2 separate regions of the Zea mays genome follow, and region 1 is linked to region 2. The links are chromatin contacts, called in public Hi-C maps. All regions are on one chromosome and are shown on one strand. The core of a region is the stretch at or near the end of the contact, and the rest is flanking DNA. Distances in the headings are between cores, read along the strand shown. Region 1 has its middle 51 kb from the start of LOC100191990. Region 2 overlaps LOC100274222 (DNA repair protein RAD23).

Region 1 (4,744 bases), core at 437-2,936, 190 kb after region 2:
GACAAAACAAACAGAGATTCTAATAAGTTTGCTCCTAGCATGTACACGGTAATTCTATAGACAGGAGAAGCACAGATCTTACGAGCATAAAAATAGAAAGCACAGCGGATTTAAAATTCTACATCAAATGGCGTGCTCCAAGTGCTTAGAAACATCGGCAGTGCTCAATTTATAATTCTTGAGTTATAGGAATCGTCGTGCAATTAAGAGGGATCCGCAATGGTTAAGTAAGTTATGCAATGAGCTAAGTTCAAAATCCTTTGAAAACATCTTCGAGAACATTTTTCCAGATCATGAATGCCCTTGAGAAAAACCATTTTTACTTCCCACAAAAACTCCACCTTTGTTCTCTTCAAAATATTCAAAACTTGGTTTTCAGCCCTGGAAACCGGTTCAACCGGTCCTGAAACCGGTTCAACCGGTTTTAGGACTGCTCCTCTGCCATCCCTGCTCTGATCTGTCTGACAGTCAGAGCTGTCAGAAAAGTCGTTGCAGATCTTTTGGGAAAACCGGTTCAACCGGATTTTTTCCCGGCTCAACCGGTTTTGAATCTGGTCGAGTCTCCGGCTGAGTAGGTTAGTGAACCGGGATCTTCCTGGTGGAAACCGGTTCAACCGGTCTGAAAACCGGTTCAACCAGTTTTTACCCCTTTCTCCCAACGGCTGCCAGCTTTTGGGGGATCCTTTATATACCCCCCCACACACTCTCTCTCTTATTTACTTCTGCCTCTCCCACGAAATCTTGGCTGACCAAACTCTCAACAAGTGCATTCATTTCACCTCTCACACCCGCAATCGCATCTCCTTCAATCATTTGAAGGACCCTTGGTGTGAGGTGAACTCGATCTAACACGCTGTTAATTTCATCTCGATTCTCCTATTCTCTTTGTTCTTGAGCTCGTTGCAAACTTAACCTTGTGCGGATTTGTTACTCTTGGAACCTTGTGCTCCTTGACGGTTAGAGGTTGCTTGGGAGTCTCCAAATTTGTGGACGACCCCAAGAAGTTTGTATCACCCGCTCTTTAAGCATATTTGAGAAAAGATTGCCTTGACCTTTGTGGTCGGCTTGTGGAGGATTAGGGTTGAAAAAGACCCGGCCCTTTGTGGGCTCCTCAACGAGGAGTATGACACCTTTGTGGTGGTTGCCGAACCTCGGGTTATATTGCGTGTTCTTGTGTGTTGTTGTTAAGCACTTTAAATTCGTTGGTTGGTTCATATTATATATTCGAGTAGATTTTGTGTAGGGCAAGTCTTTAGCAAAATTCTTCACTACTTTATATTTGTTTAACAGATTATGTAATCTAAGTTGAGTAGGTTTAAACTTGTTCAGTTGTAATCAAAATCAACTGATCCGGTTTGCAACAGTGCAACTTTAATTTAACCTATCTCGAAGTTTTTAGTGAAAAATTTCAGGTGTAGCATATTCACCCCTCTAGGCTAGTAATGTATACTGTGTTGACTGTTCGTCTGTTCCATCCCGTCCACACGTGCAGTGCTGGCATCCTGTGAGCTGGCTGTGCCGGATCGAGTAGATATGATTGATTCCTGCACCCGGTTCCAGCTCGCCGGACTCCGCCGAAACGGGCGCTTTCTCGCATGGAAAGACGACGTGCGCAACTGCGCATGCACCACAGGCCTGATCGAACCGCGGATGTCCTGTGAGGCCAGCCGGCTGCATGCTCGGCGACCACTGATGTGCGTGCTCTCCCGAGAGGGACGGCGGAGACGACGCGCGACACGTCGCCGTCCACGGACCACGGCGCGTGCAATCCTTCAGCGAGAGTGCACGACACGTCGACAACCGGCTGCCGCGCGGGCATGCAGCATCCTGCCTGTCCACGACTTTCCGTGTGCTGCACGACCTTTTGACGCAAAATCTAAGGGCCAAATATTCCTATCCTAGACAAATCAGTTTCAATTTACAGTCCTATACAATATGCGACTAGTCAGTTCATTCACTAGATTGTTTTCTTGCGAAATCAAGTAAAATTTGTAGTGCTATTTGTGGTGGAGATCTGAGCCCCGACGCCATCAGATACTGTCGAAAGTCGGCTACCCCTTTCGGAAATGTGAAAAGAGGTGGGGGAAGAAAGAAAACTTTCGAATGCATATCGTACGCATACAGACGGTCAGTAATCGCTACACGGCTACCATCACTTTTGTCGCGATGTACCTTTGTTGGCGGCTACCATCGCACTACGGAAAACACAGCGTTTTCGATCCTTAATAATTTGTTTTTTAAGTACAATCTACATAAATAACTTAGTCTCCTTCGGAACTCATGAATTTCATAGACATCATAAGAAATTTAACATGAATTACTTCATTTTTATAGGAAAAATACAGGAAACAGAAAAATTTCATACAATCCAAAGGAGGCCTTAAGGTTTATCTAAGAGGATAAGTGCAAAAAAAAGAGACATATCTTGTTAAAGGAACGACTCTAGCACGGTTTTCCGTATCTAAGATTTGGTTCCACCCATACAACCTAAATTAATGAGTTGTATCTTAAGGGTTCTAGTTAATAAAATATAAGGTTTAGACACATTGGGTTGTGCGAATGAGTTTCTTATATGTATATAGTGCTTGAAGAACCGCAACATAGTATTTAGTTTATACATATCCTTAAGAACCGGTACTGAAATTAAGGAAACAAAGTCATCTTACAGTTTCAGTACCAGTTTTAATTGTCAGCAAATTTAGTACTGGTTAACGGTTCCAATCGGTACTAATGTAAAAGCTTTCCCTCTATTCGTTTTTTCACTATGTTCTTCACTACTCCACCATCGTCGCATCTCTCCACTGATCAATATGTAGGCACTCCGCCGTTGTCGTCCCCGATCATCGTCAGCCTCTGTTGTCGCCATCTCTGACAAACCGTGCGCCTTCGCGAACGCCTTCGTCTTCGCTCACGGTCACCAGGGCGCTTCGACGTCGATCTTCTCACAACAGGAAACTACTTAATTTTCGAGAGCCTAGGCCGTCATAAGTTATATGTCCCTGTTCTCTCAGAAGTTAGACGTCGTCTCAGAAGTTAGCTAACTTCTGATGGACAACAGTACCTCTCAGAACTTACTAGGTGCCCGACGCCGTTCGCATGGCTGACACCATCAGTCCAATAACTTCTGATAGCCTCTATATTCCCTTTTGGAAGTTATGGCCGTAGAAAGTTAAATTTACTAGCATTACAAATGTTGTTTCATTTTCACTATACACCACATTCCACAATATTTTCATAGATAATCACAGCCACACCGCAAATCAATATACACCATATTTCATATATAGCATCTCACATACAATTAGCATAACAACAATAACAATGATAACCATAGTATCATCTAATTCATCACAATAACATCTCATTTCATAAAGTGTCGAATTCGATCTCATAAGTCAAAATGCAAGTCACAAAAGTCTCAAGTCTCACAAAACAAACATCGAAAACAACATCGAATGCAAGATCACTGCCACCAATCATCATCGAGGAACTGTGACGAGTTATGTCCGCTACCTCCATTGGAAAATAACATATTGATAAAGCCATCGTTGTCATCTATTTCCTGTGCCCGTAAGGTAGGTGGAGGAGGGTTTGATTTATCTGTGCAAATGACATTCATCGGGTTACACCATAATATAACATCAAGTAGGTCTTCCTTAAATGATGATGAATTCACATACCTGATGTCCGGGTGAAGGCCAAGGAAACTATATGGAAGGTGGAGGTGGGGGCACCAGGAGCGGTATCTCTTGATCTTGTGCTAGTTACTACAAAATTGCTGAGTCCATTCATGTCAGTGTTTCAAATCAATACATAACTTAAAGTGAAAACTATTATCTTTCAAACTCACTTGAAGGAGTGCTTGCTGTTGTTGAAACCGAACATCATATTAGACTTGTTGTTGCTAAACTTGCCTTAAGTATTCCTCCTGGGCCCTTTGTCCCTCCTAATGTTGCCTAAGTTCTTCTCGTAGTCGCTCCACTTCTGTTGTATCCTAAGTGGAGCGATAGGAGCTACAAACAGCGCAGACCTCGATGGCCCTCCCCTCTAAGCAGTCACCTAACTCGAGTCGATGACGTTATCGAACATTGAGTACCTATAAACAAGTAACATCACGACAGATTCAAAATACATGTTTTATACTTGTATAAATAAAACAAATAAAGATATATACAATCCGCACCTTCCATGAGGATCAATAGGTTGGGTCCTCCAGTCGTAGTCCGGTCCATATTGAGTAGACATTGCCTCGCTCCAAAAGAACAATGCATTCTTACATATGAAGTTTCATAGAAACACAATCTACAAAGTTGTGCAAAAAAACTCACCAGATGATTAGATGCCACCTTGCTGCACAACACATTTGTGTTTGCAGGATCTAGTCCCCTATGCCCCTGAGGTAGACTTGAACATCACTAGGGACTACACCACTGCTAGCTTCCTGTACGTGTAGTTGAGAAGCATATAACCAAGAATTACAACAACTTAGTTACAAACAACAAAAATTGAATCAATCACATATACCATTTCGATAAATGAAAGTGGTCATCACCTCCTTATCTGCGATACGACTCTGTTCCACGATTGGAACTTTCTCGCATAGACTTAGCCTTGAACTCATCCAAAGTGCAATAATGGCATCAGGCGCGCCAAGCAGCATCGTTGGCGACTATCCACGGAATGGAATGCTTCATAAAGACAGTAACTCTAACATCTAGAAGCAAATTGTTCCAACACAAAAAAT
Region 2 (4,414 bases), core at 608-3,107:
ACAAATCCTAAATACAGATTCTATTTTAACTTGGTAGTCGCAAATTCTAGATGCAGCTACTATTCTACCCCCTCCCAAATTTTAAGACCTTTTGGCTTTCCAGATACATTGTTTTTGCTATGTATTTAGTCAAACACTATCAAGTGCATAGCAAAAACTATGAATCTGTAAAAGCCAAAACATCTTATAATCTAGAATAAAGGGAGTAATTGAAGAGCACAATTTTCAAATCTATTTGGAATAGTTTAGCTTTGCCTCAGTTTTCTTTGCTTCTATGACGTAATTCGAGAGGATCTGAGTGGAGATGAATGGTGCACTGAAATCTGCGTAGTTGGATAGAATTGCTGCCACCATTAGGCTGTCTCTAGAAGCTATCCCATCCCTATCTCTCTTATTTTAAACTTAACTCCGTAAACTGTGTAATCTACAGTGTAAATCTACACAACTGCTGCCGACAGCCGTAAGAGCTGGTATGGATCGCATGAAACATTTTGCCAATCTGCCCCTGAACAAGGGGCACTTGTTATGCCGTACTTAGCGGTGGTAATGGCCTCTAGATTTTACACTATAAAATTTAAATTTAATGATCGAATCAAATTAGGATCGGTCTATGTTCTTTTTCATTTTTAAACTAAAATTATTTAAGTGTCCTAACTAACTTATTGTGAAGAAACAAACATTTAAACCGTGACCCATTACCACCCCTAGCCCATATTCCAAACTCTGAGCTCCTGGTTACTGTATTTTTTCTACTTACATTATTATATTCCTGAACAGCTCGAGGGAATGGGGTTCAACCGTGAGCTTGTGCTAGAAGTTTTCTTTGCATGCAACAAGGACGAAGAGCTTACAGCCAACTACCTCCTGGATCATGGCCATGAGTTTGACGAGCAGCAGCAATAGACGTGGGGTGGATGGAGGAAACCGAGGCAGTTGCAGAACAGCGAGTGTCGTTCTTATGCCCTCTGCCTGACGAGAGATACTCGGTCGTCTATGCTATGCTGCTGACTATCTTTTATTTCCATATATATTTGTTCGGAATGCTTTCTAAGTACATATTAATTCAATATCAAGCGTTACACCGTGTATGAAAGCCTGTCAAATCGTGGCCTTTGGTTTGGAGGGAAGGATTCGATTGCTCACTTGTTTTCTTTGCTCTTTTTCCTGGCGTATTGTTGCATTGTATCAATATTATGAGTTTTAGGGCGTTTTGGATTTTCTATAATATATAATATACATAAAGTATAGTGCATTGTAAAACTAAGAATCTATAAAAGCTAAAATGATCTACGATTTGGTAAATAATTTACATTTGAAATTAAGGGACTATTACTTTTGTGGAGAACACACATCTATGGAGCTTGTCTATAAGCGGTGGACGGATATCAGAAAAAATATATTCAAACCAGCATCCTTGAAAGAGAAGGCGACAGCGACAGCTCTCTTTTATTTGAGAAAGAAGCCAAAAGTTTGCTGTTTCCCTCCTGCCTCTTGCTTCGATAAGGATGGCTTATGCAGTCTAACATTGTGGTGCTGTTTGTTTCACATAATTATAACGTGATAGATAGTAGATAATGTCAAACCATGTTTATTTAAGTTTAATCACAATTACATATCACACTAGAATTTGATACTGGCCTATTCAAACTTATCGCCTCACTTTAAGTGTAAATTATTATCGTTGCTATTTACGTTATAATTTGCGAAGATGCGGAACTGAACCGTGATATAATTATTCTGGTTTCACTGTCACGATATTAAAGGGTATCTTTTCGTATTCGAGGAAGGAAGGCATAACTTGGTTATGCAATCCATCATGTAGAAGTAGAAGTCTCCGTGCATTGGTTGGAACGGAACTGCACCGCCCTCTTGCAAAAAGGTTAGGTTTCGTCGTGTACCTACCTGTATGATTGCATCGTGGGTGATGTCCCGAGTCCCGACGAGCAAGACATCATGAGTTGAATATGCGTCTGGCCAAGCGATCATCAAACGACAGATTTTGTAACATAAGATTATTCATATTACTAATTAACCACACAGAAGCAAAACGAACTGATTACTAAGGTCCCGTGTTCAGTTTCCATGTTTATATTAAACGTGCTACTCCAAGCACGACTCCAAGCACGAGTCAAGTCTGAATAGCCACGCCAGGCTTAAATTATTCATCCACGAAACGGCGCGCCCGTTAATAATACAGTGTATAGTATATATTTTATAACGTCGCAAGGTCACATGTAACCAATTAAAATATTAGTTATATAATAACTATTTTTATAATATAAGAATATAAGTCGTACATTTAATATTGTATCCACCTCTTTATCTCATACTTTATCTCATAGTGTTTTGGAGTCTTTAACAGATCACCTTTATCTACTAGTGAATAGCATATTTTCTTCTCTCTATATCTCTTTTTTCATATCACTATAAATCTAATATATGTAATATGACACCTTTTGCAGCCTGATTATATTACCTTATTATACTTGCTCTAATCAGATTAAAATCAATTGTTCGGGCTGCTGCATCTATAATCCATAGAGACAAAACACTGTAGAAACAACTTCTACAGTAGAAGCTGTTTTGGATTAAAGCCAAGAGAACAGTAGAAGCCTTTACATTTCTTAGAGCCCGCATATACACTTTATTATAGTTGCTCTATTCAGCATGACCATTATTCTGGATAGGTATATACTCCCTCCATCCAAGGATGATCTACCTATATCCCACTCAAATCATGCGCAACAACCGTTTCAGAAATTTTCAGCCCACAACGTACATATAGGGCCTGATTGGTTACCCTGATGAGACCGAACTCGGCTCCGGAGGTACAACATCTTTATACGTTCTCGTGTTTGGTTCTCCAGCCTGGCTCTAGCGATACAAGTTATGCTTGTTTGGATGACTGCATTTATAGCTGGACCTGGCTTAGATGATGCAAAACTGATAAGTGAGCTTGGCTCATAAGATACAGGATTTATTTGCGTTTCTCTGGAGCCTGGCTCACATAAACCTGCTCTAGATCAGCCAGGTCACGAAGACACAAGCCAGGATGTCTCCGTCCGAAAACCAAACAGGCCCATATAAGTCGCCTCTTCCACTTGCACATGTACCTCTTCCCATTCTCTTCTAGTGGATGGGAAGTGCCGAGCCGGAGACCAGAACTGAAGTTGTACTCTAGTTTTACTGTGTACAAGATCATTAATTGTTCGCCTGATTGGATGACTGTACCCACACGTACAATCTCGCGCGAGCCTGGCCAACCGCGTACGTCCGTTTTAGACGTACGTGTGGATGCAGCTAACATAACTTATTTTGCGTCTGTCCATGCAGCCTGCGCTTCACACGTGCAACCAACCAAACACAAACTCAGATAAAGTCAACACACGTGGTGACATGGGACGAGACGGTGCAGCTAACCAATCATATGGACATATGTATGCAAGGAGGAGTCATCCCAACGACTCCTATGCAGCATGCGTGCATGCATGTAACAAGGAGTTAACATGCAGCACAAAGAATAGGTAGATTATCCTTGGACTACTTTAACACTTAAAATAGATAGTCCAGTCTTGGACGGATCGAGTATATCATTATGATGTACAAGTCAATGATGATAGTCATAGTGAGTCCGCGATGAGTCGCCCACTGCTGTGCATCTAGCCCTCAGCACGATCGTAATGCATCATATAAGATGATAAAATTTTGGTAAACAACAAGGAAAGAGGTGAATGCACCGAGATTTGCCTAGGATAAAACACTATGTTAATGTTGTTAGATGATACTCGCTTGACGACCATCTCCCGTCCTAGCACTCGATCGAATCATCCATCGTTAGGTTCATCGACCAGCATCACTTTGAGATCAATTCGGTTCTTGTCCTCCACATCACGTGATCAACTAGTGTACCTAATGAAATGTGTGATGCACATGAACGAATGCAGATAAAAATAGCACAAGATAGGTAATATTACCCGAAGTATATCAAACGCTTATAGCAAGGCATCACAATTCTAATACGAAAACACTAAATACTTTTAACTCTCTAACACAACAATCTTGATCTTCCAGGTACTCGGACCTAATTCAAACATCTGGCAACAACAGCCATACATACGTTCTATGCCCTCCTTAGCTAAAGAATAACACCGAACATTAACAAAACATATATTCATTAATCTAGGATACCTAGGACTTAGAATAACAAACAATAGCATGTCAAGTAACTTTAGAATTACTCCACTAAACTATTATGCATAGCATACCAACTAAACAAGCATCGCATCATCACATATGATCGAATTTCCCCAAGACTATACAATATAAAAATAAACATTTGCTAACAAGGTAACACAACACTCATAAACAAATACTAGATGTTGACATAACACTAAGAATAATATCAACTTTATTC

What was found. A called contact is a pair of places that touch in the nucleus more often than the background predicts.
Region 1: a Hi-C map of endosperm shows a contact between it and region 2, with 1.6 times the contacts expected there. The contact joins two enhancer-like sites. A contact is called at or near these places in 4 of 25 Hi-C or Micro-C datasets (bundle sheath, endosperm, leaf and 1 more).

Annotation. Positions count from the first base shown.
Region 1 is chr9:34,430,740-34,435,483 of Zm-B73-REFERENCE-NAM-5.0, forward strand. No RefSeq gene overlaps it. Among protein-coding and RNA genes, the nearest start is that of LOC100191990, 51 kb to the right of the region's middle. Within about 2 kb of position 1,687, at least 14 of the 20 cell types and tissues checked have an H3K27ac peak or open chromatin away from gene starts, as enhancers often do. A contact at or near this core is called in endosperm, leaf and leaf mesophyll, where this site is marked.
Region 2 is chr9:34,237,899-34,242,312 of Zm-B73-REFERENCE-NAM-5.0, forward strand. LOC100274222 (DNA repair protein RAD23) reads left to right here. Exons shown (of 12, transcript NM_001148593.1): 12 at 778-1,087. The coding sequence ends at 903. LOC103638229 (a long non-coding RNA gene) reads right to left here. Exons shown (of 3, transcript XR_558633.4): 3 at 3,530-3,909. Among protein-coding and RNA genes, the nearest start is that of LOC103638229, 4.6 kb to the right of the region's middle. Within about 2 kb of position 1,858, at least 14 of the 20 cell types and tissues checked have an H3K27ac peak or open chromatin away from gene starts, as enhancers often do. A contact at or near this core is called in endosperm, leaf and leaf mesophyll, where this site is marked.